Regions from separate parts of the Mus musculus genome. Here region 1 is linked to region 2. A link is a contact called in public HiChIP or PLAC-seq data. All regions are on one chromosome and are shown on one strand. Each heading gives the region's core, a stretch centred on a gene start, on an enhancer-like site or on the middle of the called end of the contact. The rest is flanking DNA. Distances are from core to core; before and after follow the strand shown.

The links. HiChIP or PLAC-seq counts read pairs in DNA pulled down with a chosen protein or histone mark.
Region 1: a FOXA1 HiChIP or PLAC-seq map of pancreatic cancer cells shows a contact between it and region 2. The contact joins the promoter of Mcpt2 here to the promoter of Ripk3 in region 2. A contact is called at or near these places in 2 of 39 promoter capture datasets (hippocampal neurons and stem cell-derived epiblast-like cells) and 1 of 115 datasets of contacts at active chromatin or transcription factors (pancreatic cancer cells).

The regions. Positions count from the first base shown.
Region 1 is chr14:56,040,241-56,044,501 of GRCm38.p6, forward strand. It overlaps Mcpt2 (mast cell protease 2), which reads left to right and starts at 1,883. Exons shown (of 5, transcript NM_008571.1): 1 at 1,883-1,968; 2 at 2,461-2,611; 3 at 3,123-3,258; 4 at 3,443-3,697; 5 at 4,052-4,261. The coding sequence starts at 1,914. The coding sequence ends at 4,189.
Region 2 is chr14:55,787,267-55,792,063 of GRCm38.p6, forward strand. Ripk3 (receptor-interacting serine-threonine kinase 3) reads right to left here and starts at 1,591. Exons shown (of 10, transcript NM_019955.2): 1 at 1,351-1,591; 2 at 972-1,115; 3 at 558-867; 4 at 16-173. The coding sequence starts at 1,370. It overlaps Gm32092 (a long non-coding RNA gene), which reads left to right. Exons shown (of 5, transcript XR_874644.2): 3 at 3,564-3,825.

The DNA of each region.
Region 1 (4,261 bases), core at 633-3,132, 250 kb after region 2:
ACTTTTTTGGTAAAAAGAGACAGTTGTGAAATTTTCCACTAGTTTCTTTCATAATGTCACTTCGGGAATCCGACAACCACTGAGGGGATGAGGCCAATTGATAACTATATCTGTCCCACCTCTTCATTCATGAGCTTCAAAGTGAGAATGTTCATTTGGGACACTGTGTGTAGACCATCTCAAGGCCAGAATCACCTAAATGGGGCCGCATAGAATAATTTGGTGTCTTTACAAAGTATTATCTGGTAAGATCCAATGCACAGTAATAGAAAACATTAGTATATATTTTTCTCTAATTCATATCACTCTGCTTAGATAGCTCCTTGTAGCTCTGAGGAAGCAAAGGAAGGAAATACAGAAGGATAGAGTTGGGGCCAGAACTCTCCTCAAGGGCACCCGGTTTCTGTCATGTGAAGAGGTCTGAGCTGTCTGCTCCAAGCCTGGGAACCAGCTGAGGCTTCATAAGATGGTCAATACCTCTTTTTACCAGACCTAGAATTTTTCTGCAAAGCTCCATGATTCTAGAACATCAAGTCCAATTATATGGTTCATTGAGATGCACAGTCTTTCAGTTTGAACAAGTGCTTGCTCGAGTTACTACATTAATCTAGCTGTACAATATCTTTTTCTGTGAAATGCATCACAATAAAATAGTTTTTATCTGTTAAAACAAGTTGTCTTTCTTATTTTGAACCAAAAATCATGTCCAAACCCATCATCTTAATTGACCAGATTCGTGAGTACTTAGACACAATGAGCCAACCTCTCTCTCTACACTGCCTGCTCCGTCACCCAAAGCTGTGCCTTACATTGCAGATACAAAAGACATTTTATTCTGTGATACCCTGAAAGTCCATTGAGTTCTCCATAAATGTATATTATAATGTTTATAGAAGAGACTTAGTAGAGGCCCATTGGACACACAAACTTTATATGCCCCAGTACAGGGGAACGCCAGGGCCAAAAAAACGGGAATGGGTGGATAGGGAAGTGGGGGGAGGCTATGGAGGACTTTTGGGATAGCATTGGAAATGTAACTAAGGAAAATATGTAATAAAAATATTAAAAATTAAAAAAAGAGAGACTTAGTATGATTAAACTTACAGAAGCTGCTCTCAACCTTGCGTCAGAGGGGTCAATTATCAGATATCCTTCACATTACATATTTTACATTAAATTCATAAAACTGTAGCAAAATTTTACTTATAAAGTGTCAATGAAATAATTTTGTGGCTGGGGTCACCACAATATGAGAAACTGTATTAAAGGGTCACACCATCAGGAAAGTGGGGAACCACTGACTTAATTAAGGTCTTGTTCATGCCCTATATGCTGTGTATTCAATATACTCTCCCCACATCTTTATCCCTCACAGCCACATTCTATCATGTCCTACTTATTTGAATAAAGATGAGATGCCCTCACACTGGTCAACACAAACAATAGCCTTCAGGCTGAATCAGCCCACCATCAGTTTTTGTAAATAAAATGTACTTGCTCTCCCCCACATGCTCATACACTACAGAAGTCTGTGTTTGTGTTTAACAGCAGAGGTGAGACTTCCCACATATGCAGCATGGGTCTCAAAGCTGACAATAATACCTGGATGCTTAGAAGAACCATTCCATGATCCCTGATCAAGGTCCCCCTCCCTTTGTGTGCTGTCCTGCTTCCTGGGAGCCACTTTGAAGGGTGCAGTCGACACCTTATCATGGGATGCAGGAGTCTCAGAATCTGGCCACAGACTCAACACCACCAGAGAGCAGTCATGAGAATTTCTGATAAGGAAAGTAGAGCTTGTCCAAACCAGATCTGTGGTTCCCAGCCCTGCCTTTCTCCCACATTGGATCTATAAAAGCAGGAACCAGGACAGCAACACCCTAGAAGCTCACCAAGGCCTCAACACTGGCAAAATGCAGGCCCTACTATTCCTGATGGCACTTCTTTTGCCTTCTGGAGCTGGAGCTGGTGAGTTTGTCTTCATCTCCCTAACCTCTGAGTTTTCAGAAACCAGCCTTCATCTCTTAGCTTTGGCAATAGAGACCCTAACATGAGGAAGTGTACTAAACTAACATAGTCAAGGGGAAATCTGTAGGTCAAAGAAGAATGAAAAACTAATTCCTCTTTAGAACATTTCCTCAAGTTGCTTCCTGTTCTGATAGGCAGCTCTTCTCTGGCCTTCCCTTAGTGTTGAGGAAGATCAAATGAGGGTGTGGAGAAATGTCTGATGAAGTAGAATGTCAAAAACATGAATGGGCATTGTGTTCTGAATGAAGGCTGATGGTGGACATGAACACTAGTGAGAAATTTAGACCAAAGGGCATGTGGAGGGGCCTGATTACCATGAGCGGTGGGGTGGGCTTAGAGTAGTTATACAGCTTTACCTCATCTTCCCTTGCTGGTGCTGTGTTGGGGTGTTCCACAAGTTTGTGACCAGGGACTGGGGTTTCTTTGTTCCAGAGGAGATTATTGGTGGTGTTGAGGCTAAACCACACTCCCGTCCTTACATGGCCTATCTGAAGTTCACCACTAAGAACGGTTCGAAGGAGAGGTGTGGTGGGTTTCTCATAGCCCCACAATTTGTGATGACTGCTGCACACTGTAATGGAAGGTAAGAGGCTTCTTCTCTTCCTGTGAGGAAATGCAGGAGCCAGAATCCCAGAGCAGCAGAGGCCTGAGGAAGTTTCAAGATGGGCTCTCCTTACACAGAGAGGAAAAAGGAGCACAGGGCCACATACTGGGTCATCTCATGTGTGGTCTCCATTTTCAGAGGTCAGAGCTTTACCAGGGCTCTAGTCAGGAGGAAAACTACAGCTTTGGCTTGTCCTGGTGTCACCAGAGCTCAGACATGGTGTGGGGTGTAAGTCAATGTAGAGTGCCAACTTGCCATGTGCAAAGGCATGGGTTCAATCCAAGTAGTGGGTGTGAAGTGTGGGGAGAGAGTTCTCAGTCCTGTGTTTGTCCAACCTGCCTCCTTCTCGCAAGGCTGTGGTCCTGGGAGCTCCATCTCTAGTCTCTCTCATGCTGCACTGGGACAGAACCTAGAGCCTGGTGCCCTTCTCCCTGGAAGGAGTCCTCCTCCCAAGAGCAGCATGCTTCACTGCTTCTTTCTCTGTCAACAGTGAAATCAGTGTCATCCTTGGAGCTCATAATATAAACAAGAACGAACCCACACAGCAGATAATAAAAACTGAAAAAACATTTGTTCACCCAAAGTTTCAGTACCTTTCGGGTTTCTATGACATCATGTTACTGAAGGTACCGTTATTTTTATTGCACTGTTTAAGTCTCCCAATTCTAACTCTCCTCCAGGCTCAGGCCTTCAAATTCTTTCTTCTCCAAATCATTTCCTCTGAACCTACTACTGAATTTCCAAGGGGAATGGCCCCTCGTCCAAGCATCCTTCACTACTTTGACATCTCTTCTCTCCTTCCCCCAACAGCTACAAAAGAAAGCAGAGTTGAATTCTGATGTGGATGTAATTTCATTGCCTAGTTCCTCTGACTTCATCAAGCCTGGGAAGATGTGCTGGACAGCTGGATGGGGGAAAACAGGAAAGAATAACCCTCTATCAGTTACCCTGAGAGAGGTTGAACTGAGAATCATGGATCAAGAGGCCTGTAAAGACCACAGTGATTACGATTATCAACTCCAGGTTTGCGCAGGCAGTCCCACAACATCAAAATCAATAGGACAAGTGAGTACACACCTGCTTTTCCTCCCCACTTCAGGCAACAGCATCAGAAGAGGAAGTGTGTCAAACAGCTCTCCAAGGCAGTGACTAATGACTGTGTTCTTTCATCTCCCTGTTCTCAAGCCCTTCCTGCAACCTTCCCATGAGGCTAGATATGAGACAGGAAGGGAGTAAGGGGAGACATGTTAGCAATGGGGTAAGGCCAGACAGGGGTGGGGGCAAATCAATCATTAACTCCCTAAATTATGAATAACATGAGCCAGGACTTCTTACTTGAATCTGGGATTGGCTAGGGCATGCCTTTTGAAATTGAGTGAAAGCAATCTTTGCTCATAGTCTGATTTTTCTCACCTACAGGGAGATTCTGGGGGACCTCTAGTGTGTGATAGTGTGGCCCATGGTATTGCATCTTCTTATGAAGCAAAGGCCCCTGCAGTCTTCACCCGAATCTCCTATTACCTGCCCTGGATATATAAAGTCTTAAAGAGCAAGTAGCTGAAAAGCCTAACCAGCCTGAGTCAGACTCTTCAAGATCAAGCTCATCTGGTACCTCTGAGTTCATCCCAG
Region 2 (4,797 bases), core at 341-2,840:
GGGTGGATGGTTTACCTGTAGACATCACTCGCTTTAGAAGCCTTCAGGTTGACATCAAATAACAGCTCTGGGTCCAAGTACGCTAGGGTGCCCCCAGAGTCCCTGGATCCTGATCCTGATCCTGACCCTGACTGGGACCCTCCCTGAAACGTGGACAGGCCAAAATCTGCTAGCTGTAAAGGAAAGGAAAGGGAAGGTATTAGATGAAGGGGGGGGTCAGAGATTTTTCCCTCTCTTGCTCCCCAGAAGATGCAGCAGCCTCAGCTTTTTGGAAGGTGTTATGGAGGACCAGAGGGAAGGTAAAGTCATTGAGAACTTAGCAGGAGATCTGAGTTGCTGATGGGCAGGCCTGAGATAAGTCAGCCTGGGTCCGTGAGGGTGCATTAGGCCTGTGGAACTGAGCCAGGGGGTTAAGAAGGGCGTCTGGTAAGGAGGGTCACCTGGTATGACTAGAAATAAAACTCCTAGTTGGGTCTTGTCATGTGTGTAGTCTTGTATTCAGAGGGACAGGTACTCAACATGGTCCCAAGTCTACACTAGGTTGTAGATGGACTAACCTTGGCGTGGAGCTCTGGATCCAGCAGAATGTTAGAGGGCTTGAGGTCCCGGTGCAGGAGCGGAGGGTTCAAGCTGTGTAGGTAGCACATCCCCAGCACCACTTCCTGCAGCAGGCGACAGAGGAGTGGCCAGGGCCGAGGGCACTCGGGTTGCAGCAGCCCTGCGAGGGAGCCATTCTCCATGAATCTTGTCACCAGAGCCTGCCCGGACACGAAGTCCCACTGGAGGTCCTCAGTGACCCCCAGCAGGAGCAGAACGTTCTCATTACGAAGATTAACCATAGCCTTCACCTCCCAGGATATCTTCTTCCTACACGCCGAAAGGGGGCCAAAATTGGATTGCGCTCTGGAAGACCCCACCCTTGCCCCACTCAGGCTCGTGACCACACTCTGACTACAGCTGGGGTCACTCACGAGTTCACGATCTTGACTGCTACATCATGGTTCCATGTTCTGTGGTGTGCCCGGAACACGACTCCGAACCCTCCTTTACCCACAAACTCCAGCTTCTTCAGTTCTTCACGGCTCACCAGAGGAACCGCTGACGCACCAGTAGGCCTGAGAAAGGTTCTTGTCCGGTAGGGGGCCCATCCCCCAGCCTAGCGCATCCTCTGTCTCCCAAGCTCCGGGATTCCGTGACTGCGCGTGGGCAGCGTAGGCAGCGAGTCTAGCCTCCCCACTGCTGCCCGCCTCACCCCCAGCTTTGTCCCCTGCCTCAGAAAAGGCGTCCTTTGAGTGTGTCCCCGGGCCACCTGTGTGGGTGTGCCGGAGACACAGCTCACTCCCCACTCACCATAACTTGACAGAAGACATCGTCGGGAGCTAGCGGCTTCCTGGAGTTATGTGTGCACAGACGGAGCTGGAAACCCGACGTCTACGGCTCGGAGTGTGGACTGAGAGGAAGGCAGGGTCTGCAAAGGGAACAATCAGTAGGTCAAGGCACGGAGGTTCAGGCCCCGAATTCCGCTTCCCAGGTCGCTCCCCCGGACTTTGAATGAGCGACTTCACAACTTCCCTTTCAAATAAGAGGCTCCTTCTATCTCCGCCCCCTGGGGTGGAGCATTGAAAACTTTGGGGCTATTTCCTGTGCACGTGCCTTGAAACTGCTTCCACCCGAGAAGCGCCCAGGCACTGGGCGTGCCACAAAAGGTGTCCTCACCATCCAGGAACGATTGACTCCCCACGATAGCCAGTCTCTCTTGGACCCCTTAGCTCCACCGCTTGCCAACCACATTTTGATGAAGGGAGGATGGAGATCAGGAGGATTTTATGGTCCTAAGATCACGGAGTAACGCTTCTAGTAAGGGTTGTCTTGGGCCAGGTACACATACTGGCTTCTTAGATCAACCGTGTTTTCTTTTCTATAGAGGAGGAAACCCAAGTACTTAAAGTTTAAATCGCTTGGCCAAGTAAGTATGGGACTAGTTTAGAACCGAGTTCTGCTCCACCAAGGTAGCCCTTATTTTATTTATTTATTTATTTATTTATTTACTTACTTACTTACTTACTTACTTACTTACTTACTTTTGAGACAGGGTCTCTTTTTGGAGCCCTGGTTGATCTGGGACTCGAGTATACAGACCAGGTTGACTCAAACTCACAGAGAGCCATCTGCATCTGCCTCCTGACTAAATGCTGGGATTAAAGGTGTACGCCACCATGCTTGGCTTTCTTATTTATCTTAAAATTTATTTATGTGTGTGCATGACCATGCATGTGGTGAAGGGGTGCATGTCATGGTGTGTGTGTGTGTGTGTGTGTGTGTGTGTGTGTGTAGGTGTTCGACCTTGTTTGAGATAGGGTCAGTTTGTTCTCTGCTGTGTGCATAATGCTATGTGTTAGCCTGTTAATGTCCCAGTATTCTCCTGTCTCTCATCTTGCTGTAGGAACACTGGCATGGTATACATGGGCTACTGTCCCCAATGTCACTTTAGTTGTGGGAATATGAGTTCAGGTCCTCATGCTTGCATGACAAGAATTTTGCCTACTAAGCGGCACACACACACACACACACACACACACACACACACTCCAGCTCAAGTTAGCTTATTCTTCTTGACAATGCCTCTGGGCTATATAAATCTACCTGTGGTGCAGGTAAGGTATGAGGCACGCAGTATGCACTAAAGGACCTCTTGGAATCCCTGCTCAGCAAGAGCAGCTACTAAGTAGGGGTTGTGGAGCTGGAAGGCCCAGGGTCTATGCCAGGGTGTTGTAATGAGGATAGGTGTGCTGGCCCTGCAATCGAGCCACTGCTGCTGTGATGGCCTCTGTAGCAGCTCTAAGGGCTTCCCACCCTTCCCCTTGTGTGATACCTTTGGCAAGTAAATACTCTGATTCATGCTTCAGGCAAGCATGGCATATATTCTCCATGAAAGCTTTTCAAGATCCTAGAGTGTCAGACTGTTGGGTAACAGGACTGGTGGTGCACACCTTTAATCCCAGCCCTCAGGAAGCAGAGGCAGGCAGACCTCTAGGACCAGCCTGGTCTACATAAGGAGTTTGAGGCCAGGTTAGCTACATAGCAAAACCTTGTCTCTAAATAAATAAGTAAAAATGAGTTTAAGGTAGGGGCTGGAGAGATGGCTCATCAGTGAAGATGAGCGGTTGGTCTTTCAGAGGACCCTGGCTTGATTCCCAGTATACACTGGAGAGATGGCTCATCAGCGGTTGGTCTTCCAGAGGACCCTGGCTTGATTCCCAGTACACACATGGTGGCAAACAATTGTATGTAACTCCAATGCCAGGGGATCTGACACGTTCTTGTGTCCTCTGTGGGCACTAGGCATGCGTGTGGTCACAGACTACATGCAGATTAAAAAAAAATCAAATTAAATTTGAAGTAGCCAACAGATCCCTATATTTTATCACTCAGTGGCATAGTTGTGGCTGGAGGTAGAAATAACTGGATAGTCAGCCCTAGCATTCAGTCCTTAGTAGGAAGATCCAACCTCAAGCTAACACTCTGGAGCAATTTCATAGTTACTCCCCATTCCTTCTTCCCAGGCCCAGTAAAACACCATTCCCACCTCATTCCTACTCCCCAACCTTCACTGACGAACACTTCAGATGCCTTATAAAAGAGACACACCATTAATTCCAATACTCTGGAGGCAGAGTTAGACCAGCCTGGTCTACGGACAGGGCTACATAGAGAAACCCTGTCTCAAAAAGAAAAAAAAAGGAGGAGGAGGAGGAGGAGGAAGAACCATATGCTATCTTATTTGACTGGTTTACTTCATTTGGATTCAGACACAACATCTTCGAGGTAAATTATGTTATGGGATGTTTCTGAATTTTATTAAGGTTAAATAATATCCATAAATGCTGAAAATATTCTAGCACAGTGCATACCACACCTCTATGCCCATTCATCCATCCTGGGCATTGGTTGGTTTTCTCCTTTCAAACATTGTAAATGACAGTGCTGTGAACATTATTGTACAGAAGTTATTTGAGTCCCAGCTTCTAGTTCTTTTCGGAGGTAGAAGTGCTCACAGCAGATGCTGTTTGGAAAAAGAGAGTCACCCCTCTCATCAGCGAGGGTTTGGAAGGATGCTCAGTTATTTGGGTTGAGTGTGCTGGAAAACATGCTCTCCTTGCTGCACTTCAGAGTTCCTGAAATCTTTCTTTCTTTTTTTTTTTTCCCCCGAGACAGGGTTTCTCTGTGTAGCCTTGGCTGTCCTGGAACTCACTTTGTAGACCAGACTGGCCTCAAACTCAGAAACCAGCCTGCCTTTGCCTCCCGAGTGCTGGAACTAAAGGTGTGCGCCACCACGCTCAGCGAGTTCCTGAAATCTTAGTTTCCATCGTTAGGGATGTCTTAGTCTGTGGAGGGGAGGTGTGTGTTCATTATTTTAGAAATGTTGTCTTTTCACTCCTTGAAAAATATACATTGGCAGGATGTAAGATCGGTGTTTACATTTTTTCTCCTCTTCTGGTGTGATTCCAAATTTACACATGTTAAACCTCCTTGCTCCTTACACTAAGCTTTTCAATAGCCTTGCCTATCTTTGCCAAATTTAAAGGAGGCTCTTTTCCAGGGGACTGATATGCTCAGCTGTGACTCCAGCTCTGCCATTTGAGTACAGGAATTTTGGCTGATGTCCCCCGCCCCCCCCCAATCTATCTGGGACCTTAAAAATTATTTTCTTGTTCTTTAAAAATTTTTTTAATATGTTCTATTAATAGATGGTAATAACAGCAACAGTGTGGATGTACTTAATTGATCCCACTGAAC